2 separate regions of the Sus scrofa genome follow, and region 1 is linked to region 2. Evidence: chromatin contacts called from public HiChIP or PLAC-seq data. All regions are on one chromosome and are shown on one strand. The core of a region is the stretch at or near the end of the contact, and the rest is flanking DNA. Distances in the headings are between cores, read along the strand shown.

Evidence for each region. HiChIP or PLAC-seq counts read pairs in DNA pulled down with a chosen protein or histone mark.
Region 1: an H3K27ac HiChIP or PLAC-seq map of alveolar macrophages shows a contact between it and region 2. The contact joins two enhancer-like sites. A contact is called at or near these places in 1 of 47 Hi-C or Micro-C datasets (embryonic fibroblasts) and 1 of 2 datasets of contacts at active chromatin or transcription factors (alveolar macrophages).

Annotation. Positions count from the first base shown.
Region 1 is chr5:48,936,317-48,939,750 of Sscrofa11.1, forward strand. No RefSeq gene overlaps it. Among named protein-coding and RNA genes, the nearest start is that of BCAT1, 120 kb to the left of the region's middle. Within about 2 kb of position 2,160, at least 7 of the 83 cell types and tissues checked have an H3K27ac peak or open chromatin away from gene starts, as enhancers often do. A contact at or near this core is called in alveolar macrophages, where this site is marked.
Region 2 is chr5:48,784,514-48,788,442 of Sscrofa11.1, forward strand. No RefSeq gene overlaps it. Among named protein-coding and RNA genes, the nearest start is that of BCAT1, 28 kb to the right of the region's middle. Within about 2 kb of position 1,993, at least 2 of the 83 cell types and tissues checked have an H3K27ac peak or open chromatin away from gene starts, as enhancers often do. A contact at or near this core is called in alveolar macrophages, where this site is marked.

The sequences.
Region 1 (3,434 bases), core at 910-3,409, 150 kb after region 2:
GCGTTGCCCTGAGTTGTGGTGTAGGTTGCAGACGTGGCTCGGATCCCGCATTGCTGTGGCTCTGGTGTAGGCCGGCGGCTACAGCTCCAATTGGACCCCTAGCCTGGGAACCTTCATATGCTGCAGGAGCGGCCAAAGAAATAGCAAAAAAAGACCAAAAAAAAAAAAATGCAGATCCATCTCTCTCTGAAGCTGTTTGTGCATGCTATGCCTTCTGCTTGGAGTGCTCTTATCCTGTCCTTCCCAGTGCTAGTTATTTCTCTTCCTTTACCTCCTCAGGTGACCACCTTTGTCTAGAGTGGTTCTTCACCTGCATTATCTCATCTCAGCCCTCTCTTGGTTTTCCTTGAAGGCATGATTCACCATTGCAATTTTACTGTCTCCTTCTTTAAACATAAGCACTATATGGACAGAGAGCTTTTCTGTCTTATTTACCAGTTGCTTACCATAGTCTTTAGTTATAGAAGGGATTTCATTGTATCATTTAAAAGAAAAAAAGAGAAGGGAAAGAAGGAAGGAAGGCAGAAAAGGGAAGGAGGCAGAGGAGGAGGAAGGAAAGGAAAGAAAAAGTCAAAGGACTCCCTTTATGTATGAATTTTGTGCCTTTTTTATTTATTTTTATTTGTCTTTTCTTTTTTTTTTTTTTTTTTTGGTCTTTTTTAGGGCCTCACCCACAACATATGGAGGGTCCCAGGCTAGGGGTTTAACTGGAGCTGTTGCTGCCAGCCTACACCACAGCCACAGCCACAGCAATGCCAGATCTGAGCCATGTCTGCAAACTATACCGCAGCTCACAGCAATGCCGGATCCTTAACCTGCTGAGCCAGGCCAGGGATCAAACCCAAAGCCCCATGGTTCCTAGTCAGATTCATTTCCACTGTGCCACGATGGGAACTTCTTTTTTTATTTTTTTTAGTAATTCATGGAAATATTTCTTGACTCTTGTTCCGAGTCTTTGCTACAATGACTTCTGCCACATAGAAAATTGGATATCTCTTCATTAAACAATTAGTTTGAAAGAGAATCTTGACATTTTCAAATTCTTTAAAAAGACTTAAAACACCAGCACTAGCAGTCAACCATCTTTGGGAGGCTCTTGAAATTTAAAAAAAAAAATTTTTTTAACTTTGAGATAAATGTAGACTCACGTGCAGCTGTAAGAAATAACTCACAAGAGCCCCATATATCCTTCACCCATTTCCCTCAGTCGTTACCATATGCAAGTAGCCATATGCAGCATATGCAAGTCCCAGGCTAGGGGCTGAATCAGAGCTGTAGTTGCTGGTCTACATCACAGCCATAGCTATCCAAGGTCTAAGCTGCATCTGTGACCTTCAGCTCACAGTTCACAGTATCGCCAGATCCTTAACCCACTGAGCAGGGCCAGGGATCGAACCCACATCTTCATAGATACTAGTCAGGTTCATTACCACTGAGCCACAACAGGAACTCTGACTCCAATTCTTTATTCATTCTCCATCTTTTTCACAAAAGGGCTTGAGGGTTTATATAAGGACAAATATAATACCATTGTTTTACAATTAATTACAAACGGAGAAAACAAGGTTAAAGGCAGATAAAAACAGGTCAACTCTTGAGGCTAATTCAAAGTTTATAAGCTAGTTCTCTTCAGAGTCAACAGATTCTAATTAATTTACAACTGGAAGCATGCCAACTCTTCAATGGAAGACAAAGCCTTTCTTGGTTCCTAAAACAATAACAAGTTTTCATTAGAGACAACTGTACTTATAAGAGATACAGTTTTTATCACCTTCCATGAATCAGAGTGAGTGTGACAAGTGAGGAACAACAGAGCTTACTCATTAGGTAAATAGCTGCCTCCTGCATTAGAACATCTCATGGACCTTCAGGGTCACCCACACTGAGTCAAAACACTCAATGCTGAATTCTCAAACTTCATCAAACTATGTTGTATTATTAAACTCCTATGAGTCAGTCACAGGGAACAAGCAGTGTGGTAATAATTAGAGCTACTCACAAATATTTTGGTTTTCCCCCTTTGGGGTCCCTGTTAAGATTGCAATTTCCTGCTCCCTTGAAGTTAAGGTTGGCCAGTGACTTGCTGCAGCCAATGAAATATGAGGGGAGGTGACAGGTTTCACTTCCGTGTGGAAAAATTTCATTGGTGGTGCTGAGTGCACACTTCCTTTCCCTGCTTCAGTGATGATGGGGTCATGAGTTAGCACAAAGCCTCTGTCACCCTGGGCCCTGAGAGACTAAATGAAGAAGATTCTTCTGCTGACCCCTGTTGGACAATGTATTTCACGACTGAGAAATAAACCCATATGGAGTCATTACAATTTAAGGGTGGTTCATTATCATAAGTTAACTTGATAATCATCTTTGTCTGTCTGCCTGTCTTTCTTTCTTTCTTTCGTTCTTTCTTTCTCTCTCTCTTTCTATCTTTTTAGGGCCATACTCACAGCATATTAAGGTTCCCAGTCTAGGAGTCCAATTAGTACTGCAGCCACTGGCCTACACCACAGCCACAGCAACACCAGATCCAAGCCATGTCTGCGACTTATGCCACGGCTCACAGAAACACCAGATATCCAACCCACTGAGTGAGGCCAGGGATTGAACCCACATCCCTATGGATACTAGTTGGGTTTGCTAACCATAGGAACTCCTCATTTTCGTTGTTATAAGAAAAAGAAATCCCTTAAAATGTATTTATTTGACTATTCTATGAAATCAGCTTCCTTTTCTTGAGGCTAGGTATGCCCTTCTCCTCCTATTGATGGAATGTGAGAAAGGCTGGGTTGCAGTGTAGATGGATCTCACCACCAACTTAGCCAAAGGTATGATTTGCTCCTCATTTGCCTGAAAATATCTGCCCAAGACACTCCACATGAAAATGACTCTAGCAACATTTTGAAACTTTGGGAACATCTCATGACTAGTTCCACAAGACCTGGTTAATGAGTTAAAGGAGAAGAGCTGATCATTAAAAGCCAAACCTAGAGGGTCAAGTGACAAAGTCAGAATGGAAGAAGTTGGCTGTGTTCGCTTTTGACACCTCTGACATCTGCCATTGATGCGGACAGCTTCCTGCCCTTCATCCTTACCGGGAGTGCTCACTCTTTGGTGACGAAAGGAAGGGGGAAGGTACTCACACAAAGCATTTTTAACTATCTGTTAATTGGACAAAATGGCAATTAAAGTGCCTAAGGTCCATATGCATATTCATAGATTGTCTTCAAAGGGTGCAATTACCAAAGCAAAATGAAAAAGATTACAAGTTAATATTGGATTTTGATTCAGGGCGGAGGAGGGTAAGGCATGTTCAGATAATCTTCCTCCAAGTAGCTGCTAAGATTAATTTATCTCTCCAGTTTTACACAATAACATGTAGAGGTACAATTTGCCTGGGAGCATAGCACGTTTGTCAAAGGGATAAATTCCACAGTGGT
Region 2 (3,929 bases), core at 743-3,242:
AATTGGAGTTAACTAGGGTTGTGATTTACCCAAGCAAGTTTGATGTGAGACATGAGGAGTTAAGAGACATGAGGAGTTACTGCAAAGCAGTAACTGCTGATGGACATGGGATTTAAGCTGGGCAGGGAGAAAGCATAAGCTGTAAGTGTGAGGATGGAGGACAATGTCACAGAAATTGAATCGGTGGAAGATCCTGGTGGGGTAAAAGAACAGTGAAGTTGGGAAGAAGATGGCAGCATGGAATCCAGAATTGGGAATATGACAGGGCTCTGGCTGCTGGTAATGACAAGGTCAAGGGTAAGGCCGTGGCAGTGAGTGGCTGTGGTAGAATGTTCCAGCAACTGTGTAAACCCAAAGCTTAGGTTCTTTCTCCAAGAGAAAGTCTCATGTGCCTCTAGCAACTGAGCTATTTATATTTTATACATCAGCCTTGGGTGTACTTTCAAAAACAAACCCTCGAGTGGTTCTTGTTTCCATATTATATACTAGAACACCAAATTGAACACATACCAGTATATTTTAAACGAAAGAGGAATTTCATTCCTTCCAAATGTGCAATCCTAAATACTTGAACTAGAGCTCATTTAGTTTGCAAGATAAACATGTTTTTATTTTTTTCTGCCTGGAAGGTAAGAATTAGGGTTGTGTTACATAAATATTCCATCCATTTTTTTGTTTTTATGTCATGCAAAATGCAATCACCTTCTCACCATGACTTTTCCCCCATAAAAGTACTCACAAAGTAACTAGCACACAGAATTGAATAATAAATCACTCTACGTAAAACCTAGGCATTCCCCACATACCCAAAGCAACAGACTCAGCCTGGTGTTGATGGGAAAAAGGAATTTTCTCAGACAAGAATTTCTATTCTTGAAAATCAGCAACCAGGTGTGAAAGTGTGACAGGACTGAATGATCCTGATAAATGTCAGCACCGCAGTAGGACATAAAAGGGAGTTGTCAATTCTCACGCCTTCTTTAAAATTCTCAACCAGGCTTCATTTCCCAGCATTTTGTTGTTATTGTTTAGATTTCAAGTTTATGGGCATAAATAGTCTATAATGTTTATTATTACCATTATATGACTTGTGACATTTATGCATTTGCCTTCTTTCCCTCTTTTATGTCTATTTACAAGATAATTTTTTAAAATTACCACTTTTTATAAAAACAATTTTAAGTATTGTTAATACTCTGTATTGCGTGTTACATTACTTTCTCATTTCACTTTGTTTTCTTACCACTGTCTATATTTATTTTGCCCTCCTTTTACTATTTTTAAAAAATGGATGGAGAGCTCATTAATTTTCTCTTTTGTTGTTCCAACAGAGGCAATTAAATGTTTGATTTTGATAAAACATTTTAGTGGCATCCTTGATTTTTATGTCATATTGCTGTTACATATTCAACAAAGCATTTTGTGGGGTTTTTTTTGTTTGGTTTTTTTTTTTTTTTTGCTTTTTAGGGCCACACCCAAGGCATATGGAGGTTTCCAGGCTAGCGGTTGAATCAGAGCTACAGCTGCCGGCCTACACCACAGCCACAGCAATGTCAGATCTTTATAACGCACTGAGCAAGGCCAGGGATCCAACCTGCAACCTCATGGTTACTAGTCGATTCGTTTCCACTGCACCACAACTGGAACTACAACAAAGCATTTTTATCAGCAACAAGCAAAGCATGCTGGGGATTATTTTTTTTTTTTTTTTTTTTTTTTTTTTTTTTTTTTTTTACCAATCAGATCAGACAGTCCTCTTTGTACAGATGCTGGGGATTTCTTGGTGTCCTCTTCAGGGACAGGACCAGCAGCATGAAGTATAACGAAGGCTCTGCTGAAACACACTTTGCACCGTTTTAAGTGCCAGTTTCGGGTGCATGAAAGTCACTGAGGAAAGGAGGAAAAAGGAAGCAAAACGGGAGTTCCCTGATGGCTCAGTGGGTTAAGAATCTGGCTTTGTCACTGATGTGGCGAGGGTCACTGCTGTGGCGAGGGCTCAATCTGGCCTGGGAACTTCGGCATGCTGTGGGTGTGACCAGAAAAAGAAAAGAGTGTGAATAAAGTTAAGTTGAAGCCATCCAAGAGAGAAAGTGAAAACAGTTTGGGGGGAATGTACAGGATTTCTTAAGACTGTTTAGAACTACTTGCCCAATGAGGGGCCAAAAAACAACAGCCTAGGACTTTCATTTTTTGTGAAAAATCACCACAATGTATTTTATCTTGGGCAAAGGATACATGGATCAATCTGTGGATGAATTTATTTCCTCTGAGTGAGTCAGTTGGGATGGTCAGTTAACTTATTTGAGCAAACAGACATTATCACAAAACAGCACTGATGGTCACATCTATCTTATTACTTGGGCTTTCTGCATTACTTGAAAAATGCTGCCATTCCCAAAACAGGCAGATTTCCAGGAGTTCCCATTGTGGTGCAGCGGAAATGAATCCAACGAGTATCCATGAGGATGCAGGTTCAATCCATGGCCTCACTCAGCACGTTAAGGGTCCGGCATTGTCTTGAGCTGTGGTGTCATTCGCAGATATGGCTCAGATCTGGCATTGCTGTGGCTGTGGTGTAGTCTGGCAGCTGTAGGTCTGATTCAACCCCTAACCTGGGAACTTTCATATGCTGCTGGTTCACCCCTAAAAAGAAAAAGAAAAGAAAAAAAAGACGCAGATTTCCTCCTCGTCTGCTAGTTACTCTTAGTGGGAGAAAGGGGTGGGTAATTTCATGCCTGTGATGTAGGCTTAATAAAGTCAAATTCAGCCTTCGGTGAGCCTTTCCAACTTTCTGTTTCTGTTCATGTACCCCTCCACTCCTGCCTATAATGGCCTTCCAACCAAACTCGCTTCTCTCTTTCCACTATAATTAACCACAAGAGGAGCTGTACAGCATCACAATTAAGAGCCTCGACTCAAGATCTGGATTGCGAGTTTTCCTCTGAACTCTGCCTCTTGAACAGGTGGCTTAACCTCTCCATGGCAGTTTCTTTGTCTGTACCATGGTGGTAACCACAGCAGCAAAGTGAGGATGGAGTGAATTTCTATATGGAAAATACACAGAACACAGCCTAGCACAGTGCAGGTGCTCCACGTGCTAGCTCTATAATCACCCCAAATACATCAGACCCCCAGGAGTTTCTCTCAGCTTCTCCATCTTTATTATCTATTGCTGGGAAGCAAATGACCCTGAGATGTAGAGGCCCAGATCGATAAACAGGTAATTACCTCACAGTTTGTATGGGTTAGGAATCTGGGACTGTTTGGCTTGGTGGTTATACTTCCAAGGTCACTCCCGTGATCATTGGCAGACCTTGAACCCTCACCACAAGGGCTTCCCAGCACGGCTGCCTCACAACTTGGCGAATGGCTCCCCCCGCCCAGTCACTGATTCAAGAGAAAGAGAGAAAATGAAGAATTTACACACACACACCAAGAATATCAAAGTTTTTTATTTACTTATTTATTTATTTTTGTCTTTTGAGGGCTATGCCTGCAGCATATGGAAGTTCTCAGGCTAGGGATGGAATTGGAGCTGTGGCCTAATTTTGGAAGGGATATCTCATCATGTTGCCATATTCTTCTTTTTCTTCTTATGGCCATACCCATGGTGTGTGGAAGTTCCGAGGCTATGGGGTAAAATAGAAGATGCAGCTGCAAGTCTTCTATTCAACTCCTGCCATATTCTATTCATTACAATCAAATCAGTAAATCTGGCCCACACTTAGGATAAGAGATTACACAAAGGCTGGGACTACTAGGGACAGACTATGTCCCATCAACTGTGAGCTGATTTGGAGAGAGTCCCTAAATTATTTTGCCTGTGCATATATAGAGAGTATTACCTTCACCAGTGAGAACCAGCCTCTAACGTCTACCCTCTTACTAAATAGACATGAGTTTTGGTGATAAAACCCCATATATTTAAC